Regions from separate parts of the Gossypium hirsutum genome. Here all the other regions are linked to region 1. A link is a contact called in public Hi-C data. All regions are on one chromosome and are shown on one strand. Each heading gives the region's core, a stretch centred on a gene start, on an enhancer-like site or on the middle of the called end of the contact. The rest is flanking DNA. Distances are from core to core; before and after follow the strand shown.

Region 1 (3,081 bases), core at 276-2,775:
TTATGCAATGACCATTAATGGGAGTAGAGGCAATGTTTTCAAACCTACTAGAGGGTTCTGTCAAGGTGATCCACCTAGTCCTTTTCTTTTTCTGATGTGTAGTGAAGGACTTTCATCCTTGGTTAGGCTGGCAATAAAAGAGGGCTTGTTAAAAAGAGTTAAGGCTATCAGAAAGGGATCGGCGATCTCACATCTACTATTGACAGATGATTGTATTTTGTTTCGTGAAGCTACAAATGGAGAAACAAGGATTTTAAAAGATATTTTGAGGGAATATGAACAATATTTCGGCCAATACGTGAACTTCAATAAATCAACGATCTTCTTTAGTTCTAATACAACAGAGGGGGACAAAGTAGACATCTCAAATGAAATAGGGGTAAAGTGCTCGACAAATATGGAGAAATATTTAAGTCTCCCTAATATGGTGGAAAGACGAAAGAGGGAATAGTTTCAGAATCTCAAAGATAGGATAAAACAAAGAATTGAAAAATAGAGTACACAGATTCTATCTCAAGGGGGGAAAGAGGTTTTTATAAAATCCGTACTTCAAGCAATACCAACTTATGCAATGACATGTTGTCTTCTACCAAGGTTACTTTGTGGGAATTTTGAAAATATTTTTGCTAGATTCTAGTGGCAAAAAAGACAGGATGAAAAAAGGAATTCATTGGTGCCAATGGAAAGTTATGTGCTGCCCTAAAATGGAGAGAGGAATGGGTTTAAAAAATATGGCTCAATTCAACATCTCCCTGTTAGCTAAGCAAGGATGGAGAATTATTAATAATCAGAATTCTTTAATTATGCAGGTGTTTAAAGCCAAATATTTTCCGAATGATCATTTTTTAAATTTATGTTTGGGAAATTCTAGCTCTTATGGGTAGAAAAGTATATGGGCAGTCTGAAATTATATAATTAAAAAAAAAAGAAATAAACAATTCCCATCTTATTACCAACAAAAAGCTATGGAGATAGCCCACCCATTTCATTGCATGAGATATAGTTAAATCTCTTGTAGTTTAATCCAAAATCCAACAAGATTTCCATATGTAAATAATAATAGTCAAAGAACTTTGGAAATTGAAAAAGCTTCAACAATAAACATGGTTATGCAGGGCTAGGTATTACAGAATACAATACAAACGCACACCAGCTCTTCTCCTTCTCCTCGATGATTAACCTTGGTGAGCATAGGATATTTTATATATATATAATACAACACAAACGCACTCAATTTCGTTCCATTCTTTTTCAGCCGCCTTCATAGAATTTGATCATGCAAGCATAAGAAAGAATTGGATCATAGATAATTTTATTAAATATTAAACAGAGAACTTGAGAAGGCCCAATTTTATTTAGCATCCAAGCTCCAGTTTCAGCTTAACCCATTCATGAAATCCGAAACGCTGCAAAGCGACGCGAAGATTTTTATTCACCTATAATTTTTTTCAGAAAGGGCATTTCAGTATTTTTATAATTGTGTAAATAAAAATTAAAGCTCGAAAAAAGACGAAAATCTGCCGCGGTGGATTTTAACCGCAAGGGTGCACAATAGCAATCCCATGTGATCTTTACACATATCATGCGCATCATGCGAACTGCGCACTTTCCCTTTTAACCTCCCTCGCCTTGGCATTTCTTGAAGCTAGAGACTTCATAAAGCTTAACAGATCAGAGAGAGAACTGTTACCGAGTGAGTGACTCAGTGAGTTAGGGGTGACAAGATGGCTACAAGTGAGGCATCCGTGACTCGGATAATGGTGGCGGTGAATGAGTCAACGATCAAAGGTTACCCTCACGCTTCTATAAGTAGTAAGGGAGCTTTCGAGTGGACTCTTCAGAAGATCGTTATGTCCAACACTTCTGGTTTCAAGCTTCTCTTCCTCCATGTTCAAGTTCCCGATGAAGATGGTTTGTTTCGCTTTCAGCTCTTTTTCTTTTCTTTTCTTTTCTTTTCTTTTGCGGTTTTCTTTATGTAATGAAGTTTACGTGATGCGTTTTCTATAAGCACGTGGTTGCCGTTCGCTAGGGTTTGTGGAGTGTATGATATGAGTGTGCAATTCTTGATTCGGGGCTTGAATTTCTCGAAATTACTTCGATTTGCTGGTTTACATGGTTAAGAGATGTTAATTTGATGGATCATTCGTTGAATCTTTTAATTATACTGTTTGGTTGCTATGACAATTACCTGTGTGGCTACTAATAATTGAATGTCAAAAGGTGTTTATCGAATAATAATAATGTTAAAAGCATACCTTTGACAAATCATTTTCTTTTTGAAAGTACTAATCAGGCTCCACCGTCAAAGTTGGATGGATAAAGTAGAAATGATTGTGTTTAGAGATTGAATTTTACCCTAGCCTTTTAGATTACAATGTTCATGTACAGCAATGGCATGTATAAGCTTCAAATTTAAGCTTCGAGTCTGAAACATAAATTCCTATGCCAAAACTGGTTTCAACTTTCAAGTGGCAAATCATGAATGCTTCATGTTCAGCTTCGACTGTTGTAAAATCAGCCAATGCCGCTAAATTTCAATTTGTTTTTCTGTAAGGTTTCGATGACATGGACAGCATATATGCCTCTCCTGAAGATTTCAAGAGCCTGAAGAGCAGGGACCGGGCTAGAGGGCTTCATCTGCTTGAATTCTTTGTTACAAGGTGCCATGAAATTGGGGTAATGTTCATTCTTCAATAAATTATTGTTTTCAAACAAATATCACACTTTACTGGAAGGTGTTCATTCTTCAATAAATTATTGTATTAAATAGAAAACTGCATTTTATTTGTAGTTTTTCCCTCCTGATGATAGATTTCTCTGATTGTAGGTTGCGTGTGAAGCATGGATCAAGAAAGGTGATCCAAAGGAAGTTATCTGCCATGAAGTGAGGAGGATCCAGCCAGATCTTCTTGTTCTTGGTAGCAGAGGACTTGGTCCTTTCCAACGGTATGCTTAGTACCTGATGCCGCCTATTTTTTATTTTTGTTGATGACCTTAACTTGAGTATTTGCTTCTCCAGGGTTTTTGTCGGAACGGTGAGCGAGTTTTGCGTGAAGCATGCTGAGTGCCCTGTCGTAACAA
Region 2 (3,047 bases), core at 470-2,969, 130 kb before region 1:
AAACGCTACTAAAGAACGAGCATTAGCGGCGTTTTTCACGCAAAAGAATTTTGAAAAACGCCATCGTTTTGTATTAAGCTTTTAGTGGCTTTAGCCGCGCTTTTGTAAAAAAGCCGCTATAGGTCGAGTTTTAGCGGCGCTTTTGTAAAAACGCCGCTATAGGTTTAGTGGCGCTTTTTGAAAACGCCGCAAAAACATTTCATCTGTCTATTTGTAGTTTAACTAGTTTATTTATATTAAAATACAATTTATTTTTAATTGAATATTTAAATTCTTCAGAAAAAAATAATGATACGTAGAAAAAATTTGAATGTAAAAACATAGAAAAATATTTTTAAAAATTAAAAAAATTAAAATACTATTATTTAAAATAATTTTAAAGATTTTTTGTATATGACTGATTGTTTTTTAATCTATATGTTAAATATTTTAAGGTTTGTGGATTATGGGTTTAGGGATTATGGTTTATGGTTTAAGAGTTGGGAATTAAGGCTTAGGGGTTAGGGTTTAAGTGTTATGTTTTTAGGGTTTAGAGATTATGTTTATGATTTAAGATTTATGGGGTTTAGAATTTAAGGTTTAATGTCCATGGTTTGGGGTTTTAGGGTTTATGATATAATGTTTATTATTTTGTGATTTGAGTTTTGATTTTATGGTTTATGGTTTAGAGTTTGGGGTTCATGATTTATTATTTTATAGTTAGGGTCTTAGTATTGTTCATGATTTTAAGGGTTAGGATTTTTGACAAAATGACAAAAAATTAATTTATTTTAGGGTTTAGGTAAACAATAAGATTCTTTTTTAGTTATTTTTGTCCCTTGTAATACATATATATTTAGGGTTTATGGTATAAGTTTATGGTCTATGATATTTTATGGTTTATGGTTCGGAGTTTGGGGTTTAGGATTTATTTTTTAGTGTTTAGGGGTCCCTTAACTTGTGTATATTGGATTTTTTATAACATAAACCTAAATAAGATAAATATAAGTTATTTTTTAAAAAAAATATCAAAATGGGTTAAATCCCAAAAGCATACATGAACAATGGTTTAGTGTGCAATTGTATACATGAACTTTAATTTGATCCAGTTCTTGTAAATTATTATCACAATTATTGATATAAAAATATTTATATTTATTCAATATAAAAATATATTGATGTATTTATTTTTTAAAATGTGTATGATTAAATCAAAATTTAAGTTTCAGCTATACATTTAAACCACAATTAGAATTTCACATCTACAATTACACATTAAACCGAAATCCATAAATAATTCTGAGATGCATCTCTATCAAAATTTAGGTGTATACATATAATTAAATGCCATTTATATAAAAATCTAAACAACTAATGCGGACTATACTTAAAAGAATAATGCTTGTATTGCTGTCTCCTTTTGTATTTTTTTTAATTATTTGATTTCATTTTATTTCTGTTAAAGTTCCCTTTTGTATTTTATATGATAATTTAAAAATTATAAAAATCTTCAAAAAAAATAAAAAATAAAAAATAAAAAATAAAAAATAAAAATAAAAAATAAAAAACTTAATATTTAATATTTCAGTCTATATTTCAATTAAAAAGTTCAATATTTAAAATTAAAAAAATTTCAAAAAATGATAATCTCAACACAAAAATTAAAAAATAAAATAAAAAAAATATATTAAAAAAATTAAAATTAAGCAATATAATGCCGCAAAAAATTAAACTATAGCGGCGTTTTTATTGAAAACGCTGCAAAAGAAAAAAAAAGAAATCAAAATCCCGCTCACCCTAAAAAAAAACTTTTGTTTAGCCGCTCGTTACTCCCTCTTCTTCTCATCTATGTCGCTCGCCCTAAATTCCCCAAATAAAATTTAGCTACTCTTCTTCTACACTTTCCTTTAACTTCATCCATCTCTCTTTCCCTTCTCCATTATAGACCCTTCTTTTGACTTTTCTGTGCTTTCTTTCGAGGTAAAAACAAGGGGAAGGTAATACTGCTGTGAAGTTCAGCTTTGGGTTTTCTTTTTTGGTTTAGGTAATGGCGCTAAGGCTCGATGGCACAGATGTTTCGGGGTTTAAATTCCTCTTCTCATTGGCGGTCATGTATGGTCTCATGTATGGTTTAGGTAATGTACACCAAGTTCATCACGCCTTTGGGGATCGATGCGCCTCTCGATCGTTTCTCTGAAGCCAGAGCTATCGAGCATGTTCGAGTCTTAGCACATGAAATCGATGGTCGTCAAGTGCGTCGGCTTATCTCTTTTCACTTTCTTTCCATCATGTCCTGTACTTTTTTTTCTTTTTTTTTTCCTTTCAATTTTACTGGATAGCTTTAAATCATTACTACTCTTATTAGTTTATTCTCACTGCTTAGATTGAAGGTAACCTCTGGGGTAGCTGAAATGGAAAAAAAAATTTCAAATTTATTGCTGTGGTAGAGTAGGACTTTATGTTAGTGATTATGGGTTTTCGTTGTTCAATAGGAAGGGCGTCAGGGTTTGAGAGAAGCAGCAGAGTATATTAAGGCACAGTTGGAAAGGTTGAGGGAGAGAGCTGGGTTAAATTTCAGGTTTGTATACACTTGTTTTAAGGCTGAATTGTTTTGTTTCAAATTGGGTTTTTATATTTTTCATTAATTTTGTTCAAAGTTTCTGGCTTTTACTTTATTTAATTTCCTTAATTTGCAGGATTGAGATTGAAGAGAATGTTGCTGGTTGGTCATTCAATATGATGTTCTTAGGCCATGGTATATCATTTGGTTATAGAAATTATACAAATATTTTGGTGAGGTAAATCTCTGAAACTGAATAGGGTTCCTTTGATTTTGATTTATATTGTTTTCTATCATCTGATTAGGATTGTCAACTCTTACTTTTGATGTGCCAATGTCACCAAAGAAGGCTCTCCGTGCTGCAATGCTGAAACGTCGTTTTGCAAACACTATTCTGAGAGCTCAGAAGAAGGCACTACTGGATCATGTAAAGTTTTTGGCTGCTAACAACGAAAAGGTCTTCTAATTCTCTCATCAAATGGAATTAAAAAGATGAAGTGAAGCTCTC
Region 3 (2,974 bases), core at 415-2,914, 220 kb before region 1:
GCTTATGTCAGACACATATCAACATCTAACACTCACACTCGAGTCCAAGAATGCTTTATTGTTATAATCATGACAAAGCATAGAAACCTCTTAAGATAGGACAGGAGAATTTAATTACCATATCCAAGTTTGTGAGCTTGGACCATCTGATGTGAAACTTTTGTCCTCAAGTACCTTTGAACTTGCTTTTAATGTGTCTAAATTTAATATTTACAGATCAAGTCATTGCAGTCTTAATAAAAGCAGTTAATTCAATTACGGTGCATCTATTTTGAAATCGGGTTAATAACAAAGAACAAGACAAGAATCATACTCCCACTATCATATATGGACAAGCAAATTAAAATTACCATGAAAAAAAATAGCATGTTCGTTAATAGTAGCCGTTGTTATTTATGGGAACAACATAAATACCAGTACATTAATCAAAAACCTTGATGGTATATCATGCGATGCAACAGATTTACTGACAACAATGTGAAATTCTGTGACCTATTTTACGGTACAATTTGTCCTATTTGTTAAACACATTTGGTGTAGTTTGAACTTGTTTATTTTTTTTATTTTACAGAATACAATTTGAACCGAAAGCATTCAATAGGAAGCAAACAAACAGTTATAGCAAAGCACCAAAAGGAGAGTAAGAAATTCAAGCATCACCTGGAGGTTTCGCCTCCAATCTTCGACACCCTCTTTGGCCATTGTAGCTCCAATCACCACAACGAGAGGCAGAATAATGCTTGGTGCTGAATATGGAGCCAGCGGACTAAAAGAAACACAAGCTACAACAAGAAAATAGATATTTGCAACCCTTCTAAACTGCTCAAACAAAGACTTTGGGAGGAAATTAACTGCTGTATACTTGGTAGTGGAGACATAATTCCCCCGATACCTGAGCCGAATTTGCTCTTGACTATCAGGTTCGTTGCAATACACCACTCTTGAGTACCCTTTTTGCCCGATTTGGGCATGTTCGTCTTGAGAACTCGACCGACAACATGCAAATGAGCAAAGCTTGCTTAACTGTATGCTTCTTTTCCTTATTCTAGCCATTGCCAAAGCTTAAATCCAGACAGGGTTGTCTCTCTTTTAGCAATAGATCACTAAAGAACTCAGATTTCCCTCACAATCATCAATCACATTAACCTTCCAAATCAACCACATACAAATGTAATAATCTTCCAATTCCCCTTTATAACACTATGAACAGTAACCCCCTTCCCAATCCAATCAAATTCACCAAAACATAAACAAAAATAAACCCAATGAGTAAAAATTCTTATCTTTGCACCCACATGAGCTTTGAATGCCTTTGATTTCTGAGCTAAAATCCCAACACAGAAAGTGCATGAACAAGCATTTAAAAAAAAAAAGCTCAACTCTTTATTTTAAAAATACAAGAAAAACCTCATATTTGTAACCTTAACTGCACCAATTTAAGACAACCCAACAAATGAAAAAAGTCTTTAAAAAAAACAGTAAATCCTTATTACAACCAACAAGTTTTCTATCAAAAGAAAATTCCTTACTTTCAGTTGAAGTTGCAGAGATCTCTTCCTTGTTGCCTGAAAGTTCCAAACTTTTAAAGAAGTGTGAGAAAGGCAATATAAAATAAAAATAAAAAGTGAGGTGCTTTGCATTAGTCTTAGAGTAGTTAGCTTTGCCGCTGTTATAAGCAAGAACTAACCATGAAAACTTAACATAGATTGTATAGCACTGGATGATTGCCTTAAACACAAAATGGGACAAAACAAAACCAGGGTAAATTACATTTAAGCCATCTGTAGTTCAACATTTTGCAATAAGATCCCAATTTCTTTTACCCAAGATTCAAGTTTTGAATAAATATAAAAAAGATACAAAAAAATTTATCAGAGGTTTTCATGTATAATGTTCTAAATGAAAGGGCTAATTTACTCATATATGCTGAAAAAATTGATATTTGACCATCTATGCTTTTTATTTTTTTAAATTTACCAATATATGTTCTATACTGTACGTCTTTACTAAAAACATGTCTTACATGGTGCACTTTCAACCAGGTCAGCTAGAAATGTGCAATGTAGATTGCATTTTCACTAAAATTAATAGCTTAGCTCTTTTGCTCAAATGGTTAAATGATTCTTTCAAGCTTTTTTTTAATTTATGTTTATAATTAATAAATATATTATTTTTCAAGTTTCTTAATTTTAATATATTTTTAATTAATAACTCTTTTATTTATAAAATCAAATAATTATTGCAAATATCATTTTTTAGTAAATATAAAGAAAAATATACGAAAAGAATTAGTTGATGTTTTTTAAAAAATAATTACATATTTGATATTTGATTTTATAGATAAAAGAGTTGTTAATTAAAAAAAATTTGAAAACAATATGTTTATTAATTATAATCATTAATTAAAAAAAGCTTTAAACAAATGAAATAAAAAAATGCAAATGTGAAAGAGAGGAATCGAACTTCAGACTCAAGGATAAAAACACTAATATTTAACAATCTAAGCAAAGGAGCTAAGTTATCAATTTTAGACGTGTTTTTTCTTAAATTGACAGTGAAAATATGCTCTGTAAAACATATTTTTCTTTCTTCCTCTAAAAATAACATATATCAATAAATTTTAAATAAATCAGCATACATAATCAAATATAATTTTTTTAGCATAAATCAAGCAAATTAAAAGGTAACTTTTGTTTATTTCATTTTTAGTTATGACTTAATGTTGTTAACTTGGTAGATTTAAAAAAAAACATGGGATGCTAATATGAAAATATAAAGTGTATTTCTGAAAAAAAAAAGAGGGGAATAATTGCAAACTTCCATGACGAAGTTAAGGAGACTGAGATTATATTTTATGAGAGGATATGGCAGAATCATGTCCTTACACGTGGATGATTGCTTCAGGACATGAACAGTCTCAAAAAACGGGTGATGAAATTGTTGAACAAACGACCTTTTTTACCCTCCGTGGACT
Region 4 (2,907 bases), core at 221-2,720, 160 kb before region 1:
TCTTTTCATCATAAAGTCCATATGTTCCTTCTTTTGTTTGAGGCTTGCAGTAATACTCTCTATTGTCTTTGCCAGGGATGCCACTTGTTATTCCAAGGATTTTGTGTTAATTATAATGACATTTATCACTCCGGAGTTAGACTTTGGGGGAGATGTTGGAATGGTATAGTCACTTGATTGGACGTATTTCCCCTTAAATGATAAACGACGGGTTACACTTGATCCATGACAAGAGACTTCTTCTGAGTCATGAATTGGTAAAGAAGCATAGAAAAGTGGATTGTCATTGAGAATCAAAGAATTTTGGTTGAATGGCTCTAAAAAAACTTTCGTTTTTTGCCTAGTGCCATAGGGATGGACAAGGACACTGTTGCTTGATAGTGAAGGTGGACGAGCTACAAGATTAGTTTAAGTGAACTTGCTAATGATGATATTCTTTAAGGCTATTACAACTTTGAGCTTTGAATTTTCAATAGAAGGGATGAAAGGAAGAGACGGTCCCACTAGACATGCCAGAAATTTGTACACACAAATTTCAAGTCAAAAGTTGACTTGAAAATTCAGAGTCAAATTTTATTGATAACTTTGAAAGAAAGTTACAATCTTTGGAAATTTATTAAATACAAAGAAAAATATCATTTGATTCTTCTCTTCTGTTTGGCTTCAATCCATGGGTTGTCTAGACTTGGTCTTGGATATATGTGGATTGCTTCAAAAACAAGTGCTTCAAGTGTCGTGACAACTTGCTCTTGACACGAGTTAGGACCTCTTTTCTTTAGTTGATTTGGATGGAAAGGTGACTTTCTTTATAAACGACTCTTGGCTTCCTCTCCACGGTTGAATTTGATAAGAAGGCAACGTTCTTTAGAATTTCTTCAAGCTCTTTGGTTTCTTTAAAGAATTCTACAGAGATTTTTTGAGCTTTTTGAACTTGTGTCTCTCTATAGAATGGCTTGGGTGACCCCTATTTATAATGCCAATTATTTGAATTAAAAAAAGTTCTTGTAGATCTTAACTGCTCCATTTAATTGTTTTAAAGAGTTTAAATTCTTTTATTTATTATTTATATTTTATTAATTTAATTAATTAAAACTAAAATAACCATTTAATATTGTCACTTAATTATTTTATTTTAAATTAATAATAATATAAAATTTTAATAATTATATTTTAATTAAATTAATTAAAAAATATGATTTCATATATGATACAAATAATTATGACACAAACATTCTAATTGGTTCACAAAATTTCATAGTGTATAACCACATTGTAGTTTACTCTATACAGACGTGGCGATTCAAAAGTATATCTAAATTCACGTGGGTTGTTTACCTACAAATACAAACTTCCACGTGGTAAGGGTTTATTTGATACGGAAAAACCTAATCTCAGCCGTCCACCTGCTCCCCACATTTGTTTGAGACCTTACTAGAAATGCCTAGGTTCTTTCCATTTCCCATATTTATGACTTACCTTAATTTAATGCTGGTATACCTGAGAGATGCCTCGTTGCCTCCAATATTCTTGCCTATTGGACCACATCGGTTCATTCAATTGCTACTTCACAACTTAATGGGTCTAAACCCAAACTCAACAAAATAAGTTGGTTCACTCAATATATAAAAACTCAAAAGCTAGTTTAGCTCCCACCAAACATTTTTGGGTCTCAACTTAATAATTACTATTACATTGGGATTAATTTTGTTTGGTTTTATTCTCTAAATTTGGCAATTATTTTTATATTAAAGTTTGATATTTTTTTGTCTAAATTAATTTTTAAACTTGACAATTATTTCTACATTAAATTTAAATTTTTTTTTGTCTAAACTAGGCTATAATATTTCATTGAAAATTGTAAATTTCAATTGATTTTTTAATATTTATTTAATTAAACTGGTTGGATTAGTTGAATTGACAAACCCATGACTTGATTGGTTCGATTATTGGTTCAGCTCTAAAACTTTGGCTAGAATATTTCACCCCGACATATGCTAATAGTTGGATAATAAAATTTTGGTTTGATAAAAATATAAAAAAAATAAAATAAAAAATCAATTCAACCATCCAATTCTCAAGTCAACAAGTCAAATGGCTTTTCTCTGACCGATATCCTTATCGATTTCGGGCTAATCGGTTCAATTCAAATTTTTATGACTTTCTTTTATGATGTTTATAAGTTTATATCAATTTAATATATTTTTATATTTTCTATTATTTCTAAGAATTCTATTGCTTTGTTTTAAATTTTAAATATTTTAAATAAGTTTTATTAATTGTATAATTTTTTTTATAATTTTTATTATAAATTTTAATATTTTTCTCTTTTATGAAAAAATATTAAATTAAACTAGAAGTTGTTACGTGTCACCATCTAACAGGTTTGTCATTTTATTTTAGTGGTTAACGTAGTTAATGATGAAAATCGTTAATAGAAGGGTTTAATTGATTATTTTATTAGGAACTTAATTAAGTATGAATTTAATATAAAGGTTTAATTGATTTTTTGCATTTTCTTAAAAAAAATTAACATATAATTAATTAATTTTGAACTTTCCACTATTATGTGCAAAAAGATATTTTAGACTTCAACCATAAATTTTGACAGCATTTTTTAGCACACTGAAATAGTAATGGAAAACTTGCTCTCACTACATCAACTGCACAACAAAAACAAAGTATGGGCTAACATACCAAAAAATACAAGAAAGGAACATGGTAATAAAGAGCGAGGGTTACATAAGGACACAAGTTTGGACAATCTCATAGAGATCTAAAAATAGTAGGATTATGGAGTTTATTGTGAAGGAGGTTTCACAATATAAACTCAAATGTTGTCTTCTTTTTTTTATCTTGCAGATCACTTTATATCAATTTATAATTAGATTTAAATAAAAATATTTTTTT

Evidence for each region. A called contact is a pair of places that touch in the nucleus more often than the background predicts.
Region 2: a Hi-C map of leaf shows a contact between it and region 1, with 2.2 times the contacts expected there. The contact joins the promoter of LOC107959852 here to the promoter of LOC107959854 in region 1. A contact is called at or near these places in 4 of 34 Hi-C or Micro-C datasets (callus and leaf).
Region 3: a contact with region 1 is called in a Hi-C map of leaf, with 2.2 times the contacts expected there. The contact joins the promoter of LOC107959850 here to the promoter of LOC107959854 in region 1. A contact is called at or near these places in 6 of 34 Hi-C or Micro-C datasets (hypocotyl and leaf).
Region 4: a Hi-C map of leaf shows a contact between it and region 1, with 4 times the contacts expected there. The contact joins the enhancer-like site here to the promoter of LOC107959854 in region 1. A contact is called at or near these places in 2 of 34 Hi-C or Micro-C datasets (callus and leaf).

The regions. Positions count from the first base shown.
Region 1 is chrA05:99,240,093-99,243,173 of Gossypium_hirsutum_v2.1, reverse strand. LOC107959854 (universal stress protein A-like protein) reads left to right here and starts at 1,525. Exons shown (of 4, transcript XM_016896017.2): 1 at 1,525-1,911; 2 at 2,555-2,676; 3 at 2,828-2,946; 4 at 3,020-3,081. The coding sequence starts at 1,725.
Region 2 is chrA05:99,370,309-99,373,355 of Gossypium_hirsutum_v2.1, reverse strand. LOC107959852 reads left to right here and starts at 1,719. Exons shown (of 6, transcript XM_041114242.1): 1 at 1,719-2,231; 2 at 2,472-2,557; 3 at 2,676-2,734; 4 at 2,845-2,996. The coding sequence starts at 2,118.
Region 3 is chrA05:99,458,947-99,461,920 of Gossypium_hirsutum_v2.1, reverse strand. It overlaps LOC107959850 (probable phospholipid-transporting ATPase 8), which reads right to left and starts at 1,664. Exons shown (of 12, transcript XM_041114245.1): 1 at 1,530-1,664; 2 at 661-1,146. The coding sequence starts at 1,053.
Region 4 is chrA05:99,403,339-99,406,245 of Gossypium_hirsutum_v2.1, reverse strand. No RefSeq gene overlaps it. Among protein-coding and RNA genes, the nearest start is that of LOC121229771, 11 kb to the right of the region's middle. Within about 2 kb of position 1,470, at least 2 of the 9 cell types and tissues checked have an H3K27ac peak or open chromatin away from gene starts, as enhancers often do. A contact at or near this core is called in leaf, where this site is marked.